Linked DNA regions of Sus scrofa: region 1 is linked to region 2. Evidence: chromatin contacts called from public Hi-C data. All regions are on one chromosome and are shown on one strand. The core of a region is the stretch at or near the end of the contact, and the rest is flanking DNA. Distances in the headings are between cores, read along the strand shown. Region 1 holds the start of ZFP62 (zinc finger protein 62 homolog). Region 2 holds the start of TRIM52 (tripartite motif-containing protein 52).

What was found. A called contact is a pair of places that touch in the nucleus more often than the background predicts.
Region 1: a Hi-C map of embryonic fibroblasts shows a contact between it and region 2, with 1.7 times the contacts expected there. The contact joins the promoter of ZFP62 here to the promoter of TRIM52 in region 2. A contact is called at or near these places in 1 of 47 Hi-C or Micro-C datasets (embryonic fibroblasts) and 1 of 2 datasets of contacts at active chromatin or transcription factors (alveolar macrophages).

The regions. Positions count from the first base shown.
Region 1 is chr2:57,847,020-57,850,183 of Sscrofa11.1, reverse strand. ZFP62 (zinc finger protein 62 homolog) reads right to left here and starts at 1,393. Exons shown (of 2, transcript XM_013991870.2): 1 at 1,376-1,393. It overlaps LOC102164181 (a long non-coding RNA gene), which reads left to right. Exons shown (of 3, transcript XR_002341589.1): 2 at 582-787; 3 at 1,315-1,783. It also overlaps a transcript of MGAT1 not described here.
Region 2 is chr2:57,243,965-57,246,963 of Sscrofa11.1, reverse strand. It overlaps TRIM52 (tripartite motif-containing protein 52), which reads right to left and starts at 1,641. Exons shown (of 9, transcript XM_021083413.1): 1 at 1,273-1,641.

The DNA.
Region 1 (3,164 bases), core at 144-2,643, 600 kb before region 2:
GCCTAGCAAGATGGCTAGGCAGAAAGAAACCTTTTCACTGATACATTTTCATATTCTTAATACCTGAACCATTAAGAATACAATACATATTCAAAAATTTATTAAAAAGAAAACTCTCGTGCTTTCAAAAAGAAATACTCCTGGTGGCCACCCTGTCCAAACGTCTCAGGGCAGCACACCTAGCCCCAGCATTCCTCATTCTTCTTTCTCAACCCAACGCCTGGTTTCCCTCAGGCTGTCCTCAGGTCGAGAAGGCTCCTCGACCTTCTACTTCCTACCTAGTCAATTCCTTCCCATCTTGTGGACCCTGCGACAGGCAGTCTCCCCGCGGGATCCTGTATAACAGGTGAGCTTTCCCTGGGGCGAATACCAGGAGTGGCTACCAGCAGCTCCACCCACACCTGCAGGAGGAGTCTCTCAACACCATTCCCCCATCAAGAAAAAAAAAGGGGGGCGGGGTCCAATCGGATCACCCCCTGGGATCCCTCCAACACCCGTATTTACTCTCAAATCTCAGGGCAAAACTTAACTGCCGCGTAGGCACAACCAGAGGCTAATTTTCAGGGTTCCCCTCCCGCCAGAGACAGCAGTGAAGAACTGAGAAACACCGGTGCGAGGCCCCGGCCCTTCTCCACACACCAGGCAGCCCCAACCCGGGCCTGGCCCGCTCCAACAGTCGGAGGTGGAGCTCACAAGGACCGAAATACGTTCCAGGGCTGCGCCCTACACCCGTCCGCAGGCCCGAAGTCTACCCTCCGCTCCACTCCCTCGGAACGCGCTTCCTGAGGTGTGTGTGGGGAGCGGGCACGCTTCCTCCCGGATCCCGCCCGAGACCCCGGGTAGTCAGGACCCGGCCACGAAGGGAAGGGCGTGGCAGGCTAGGGCCAGGGGCGGGAGCGCGGGCAGCCGCGGACTCACGTACTGGCTGTGGCGGCGCCGCGGGAGCCCGGCCGCCGGCGGGACAAAAGCACAGACGGCCCTACCGGAAAAACCCACACCGGCTCCGGGGAACTTCCGGGTCCTCTCTGGGAAGCTGGAGGACTGACTCTATGGTCGCTTCCCCCCTTCGGGCATGTGACCGTGGTGGGCTGCGAGGGCGTGGACGCCGGGGGAGGGTTTTTCTTTTAGTATTTACCCAGCTCTTCTAGTGGCACTTACTGGGCTGGAACCGGAGAAATTACCGCGAAGATGACAGTTTTTGATGACTTTATGTGCCGGGGGGGGGGGGGGGGGGGACAGAGAGTAAAGCAAATAAGTGGGTCGGTAAAATAAACACCTAAAGGCCTTTGTTCTTGAAAACACATTTCGTTACAGAAAGAGGCCCCAGGGCCACCCCAGGAGGGAGGAGTGATGGTGGAGGAGAGCGTGCGCGGACCTGGGTACACCGCCAGTCTTCCAGCGGTGGGCGTTTCGGACGCAGGCTTCCGGCCCTTATGCTAGCCCTGGGGAGGCGCTCCCGGCCAGGCTGTCTCCTGACCAGACCTGACCCCTAACCTGCAGCGGCGTCAGCGGATTGGAACCTCTGTGTCGGGTTCTGAAACCCGGCCTTGAAAGCTTTTTAAAGTAATAGTTTTTTTTTTTTTTTTCAGTCTTTTAATAACTTGGAAAAGACATTTGGAGGGCACATTGTGAATACTGACATTAAAAAACAAACAAAAAACCAACTGCTTCTCATTCTTTAATAAGAGTATTTAAAGTATGGTAGTTCCTGAGCGCCTCAGCTGTTAACGAACCTGACAAGTATCCATGAAGACACGGGTTCCATCCCTGCCCTCCCTCAGTGGGTTAAGGATCTGGCTTTGCCGTGAGCAGTGGTTTAGGTTGCAGACCGGGCTCAGATTCTTCATGGCTGTGGTGTACGCTGGCAGCTACAGCTCCAATTCTACTCCTAGCCTGGGAACTTTCGTATGTCGCGAGTCCAGCCCTAAAAGGACCAAAAAAAAAAAAAAAAAAAGTATCCAAAGTACTTTAAATTCGTGGCTATTTGATACTATCATCCACTTTGTGATGAATTTTACATCTTTATGGGTTTTCTCCTTAAACATTTTTATGTCCCTCACGTGTTTTTTATTCAAATCAAAAATATTTTCATTCTGCATACATCACTCAATTTTATCATAATGTAAAATAGTTTTATGCTTTGTTTATTGTTCACCACAGTATGCATTTCTGTAACAAAATTAGTATTTATGTTAAATATTTTCTGGATTATTAAGAAGTATATAAATTGCAGAATATTACTATTGATTCTTAGGCAAAAAGTGAAATGCTTGGACGCACAACTTTTTAAGATGGATTTTTTAACAGTTCAATATATGCAAATTACTTGGATGGATTTTATTTAACGCTGAAGTGAGCAGATGTTCAGCATCATTTCTATACCTATTTTTCATTTTTTATAGATGCAGGTAAGTAGAAGGAATAGAAAGGGTTTTCTTGTAGCAATGGATGTTTGACCCATTTGGCTCCATGAGTACCCAATAATCCTTTGTCACAGAGAAGACCCAGGTAACTTCCAACCAGGACTTTCTCAGGCTGCCTGGATTTAGGTAAAAACACATGCATAATTTTGAGATACACCCTCCCAAAGTAATCTAGAATGTATGTAGAGCACTTGAAAAATGACTAGCTGGCTGAGCATCTGAATTTTTAATTAGTTAAATAGTCGCATGTGGCTAACAGCCACCTTATTAGATAGCACACCTCTAGAGGTTACTTTGAGCAGTCCTCACATGCCTCTAGAAGGATTCAGATAGAAGGTTGCTATATTGGGCCAGCCTGTTGCCCATGGCAGAGGAAAGACTGTTTTTTAGTTTGTTTATTTTTCCCTTTAGGCAGCAAAGTGGAAAATATTTATGTCCGGGCTGGGGTGGCTTTGCTCAGTGAAAGGTAGTATGGAGATGGGAGTGTGGGAGTGTGAGAGACCCACGTAATCTTAATTCAGGTGATTTTTATTTTAGATGATTCTTTTCCTCCACAAGATTTTTTGTACTCCAGGCACCTTTTGTTTAGACTTGTGTCTACACACACACACACACACACACACACAGAGGCACATGTGCTTCTTCTAGTATCTAATACCTGTCTTTTCTGGAAATCTACAAATCAGAGTAGTATGTAGACCTGCCCTGCCCAATATTGCAGCCAGTATTTACATATGGCTA
Region 2 (2,999 bases), core at 392-2,891:
TAGGTGCATCCTATTGGGTTCAGGAGCCTCAAGTTGGAGCTGATGTCTAACCTCCAGCTGAAGTTTGGCCTTTCTCCCATGGTGAATGGAGCAAAAAGCTCAGCAGGATTAGCAGAACTTGTGCTTTTGGTCCCAGATAGAAGCCACAGATGTTTTCAAATCGCATGAAAAGTTGTTGCAGACACCTGGAAATATGCTTTCCCCCCACTACTTCCAAATTCTAGGGAATTCTTACTATTTAAGCCCATTATTTAATGTGTTAACTTAGAAGCGCATATATGTTACACATCGAAAACTCACATTTCTTTTTAAAAGTTTTGTATTTCTATTTAAATTTTAATAGCTTTATAAAAACATACTTGGGTTCCTTTGGAATCCTATATTTTTCATTTTGTTATTAAAAACACTCGGAGACCCGGCCCAAGCACAAAAAAGTCCCAGTGCTGCCACCTAGCGTCCTCTCTAGGCCCTATTTCACATCTGTAAATGGTAAACCTTGGAAGTTGAGAACCGAAATGTCTTCTGGTACGTGCAGCCCTTAGAACAGAGCCTGGAATAAAGGACATCAGCTATTATTATTGCAGTAATGGTGGACACCTCCCCGCCTGTGCTAATAAACTTTCAGTGATCTGTGCTGTCAGGGTGGGCGGTGACTCGTGGGAGCTGTTGAGAATCCCGGAAGTAAGGCCCAGCTGTTTTGAATGCAGAACGGAAATTGACAAAGAATGGAAATTCTGAGTCATGTCAGAGAAACCCTCGAAGCACCTCCTCACCCTCTATCCAAAGGGTCGCCCAGGCAACCCGACAGAACCTTGCCAAGGGACCAGAAAGACTTATAGCGACCGATGGGCAGTTGCCAGGCCGAGCTAGAAGGCAGGAGGCATGGAGGATGCGTTCAGATTCCCACCCCAACGTAGCTTCCCTAAGGCCTTCCAGCAGGAAGCTGTGGCGTCGGCTAGGTCGCAGGTGGCGGGGGGTGGGGTGGTGGTGGTGATGGTGGCACAGGCCCACTGGCCCCTGGGGTCCTCACCTTGCAAGGCCGCTCACTCTATCAATGGGCTGCAATGGGAGGCGGCAGAGCCTCTGTCTAACCCGAGGCTCAACGACCCCTTCAGTCTTGGTTCAGCTCTCCAATTCACCAGCCTCCCCCCCAAAAACCTTGAAGTGGCCTCCAAATTCTTGGCCGATCTCTCCCTTGCACCCCTCCCCAGCTCTCGGCTGGGGCGCGACTGGGTATCCGCCCCCGGCCCCTCAGCCTCTCCTCCAGGTTACCTGCCGCGCCCTCCGGCACCAGCCCCAAGAGCAGCAACACCAGCAGCGGTGGCGGCGGCAACGGCCGGCCCCGGAAGCTCCCGGGGCTCGGCTGCCCCCTGGTCGCCAGCCTCACGCGCAGCCCCAGGGCGCAAGTGCCCGCGGAGTCCGTCTTCAGCTGTGGGGCCGGTGGCCTGTTGCCAACGCCGGTCACCGGCCGACCACAGCACGCGTCCCTCGCCCGGTCCGGAGCGGGGAGCGCTCAGCGCCTCCAGAGCCGCCCCTTCTGCGACTCCGTTCTAGCCTCAAGCTGAAGCTCTGGCTCTCGCCGGGTTCCCGCTGAGGTTCCCAGGCGGCCTGGGGGCCCGCCCACCGCTCCTCGATGGCCCCCTCTGCTGGGCTTCGGAAGAAAAACACCCCCTTCCCATCTGATAATTGTGAAGTAAAGCAATTACTACCACACGAAATGAGATCACTGAGGTGAAGTTAACGTTACAGCCATTTGAAAAGTCGGGCAATGTCTGCGACAACGGTCATGTGATTCGAAAATACCTGTTTCTGTTGGGGACCGAGGCACAGATTCTGCTAACTCCACGGAGCTTCGCTACCTCCGTTCATCACTGGAAAAATGGCTACAGTTCAGCTAGCCGATAGAGAAAAATAAAGGTTATTTTCCCCATCTAGTTTCCCAGAACCCCTGACTGCAGACCAGGGACTCCCATGGTCAAGATAATAGTTTTCAGCTGGACGTTTTTCTTCCTTTCTTCGTACCTTCTCTCTCTTCTTTCTCATTCTTTTTCCTTCATTCCTTCCTCTCTTTCTTTTCCTTCCTTCCTTCCTTCCTCTTTCTCTCCCTCCCTCCCCTCTTCCTTCCTTATCTTGCTGCATATGGAAGTTCCGCTAGACCTATGGGGCAGCAGCCTCCCAAACGCTTGATCCCAGCCATATATCTCTGACCTATGCAGTAGTTTGCCTCAACCACTGAGAGGCCCGGGATGGAACCTGTATCTTCACAGAGGCAATATGGAGTACTTGACCCACTGAGTCATAACGGGAACTCCTGGCCAGTTTTCTGATATTTGAAAATTCATAAGGCATTTCCCTCGTGGCTCAGCATGTTTAAGGATACAGTATTGTCACTGTAGTGGCTCGGGTTGCTGCAGTGGCTGGGTTTGGATCCCAAGTCTGGGAACTTCGGCATGCCCTGTGAGGGGCACGCGCATGCACGCGCGCACACGCACAATTCGTTGGAAGGACTTTGGTGATCCTGACTGGGGTGAATAGGGGGGAGGAATTTACACATCAGAGGGAGGGTCCAGGAGTGCCAGAAGTATTCTTACCCTGTCTTGGGGCCATCACACGCATGGTGTCCTGCCAGGCCGGTATGAGGGGAGAAGCCAGACTGTAATGATCTGAATCTAGAACACAACAATTTGTTGAGTTTTAATATTGTCAAAAGGACACATAGAGTAGAAAGAATAGAGGAAGGTGAGCATCAGAAAGTATAGTTAATCAGGAGTTCCCGTCGTGGCGCAGTGGTTAACGAATCCGACTAGGAACCATGAGGTTGCGGGTTCGGTCCCTGCCCTTGCTCAGTGGGTTAAGGATCCAGCGTTGCCGTGAGCTGTGGTGTAGGTTGCAGACGCGGCTCGGATCCCATGTTGCTGTGGCTCTGGCGTAGGCCGGTGGCTACAGCTCCGATTCAACCCCTAGCCTGGGAACCTCCATATGCCGCGGGAGCGGCCCAA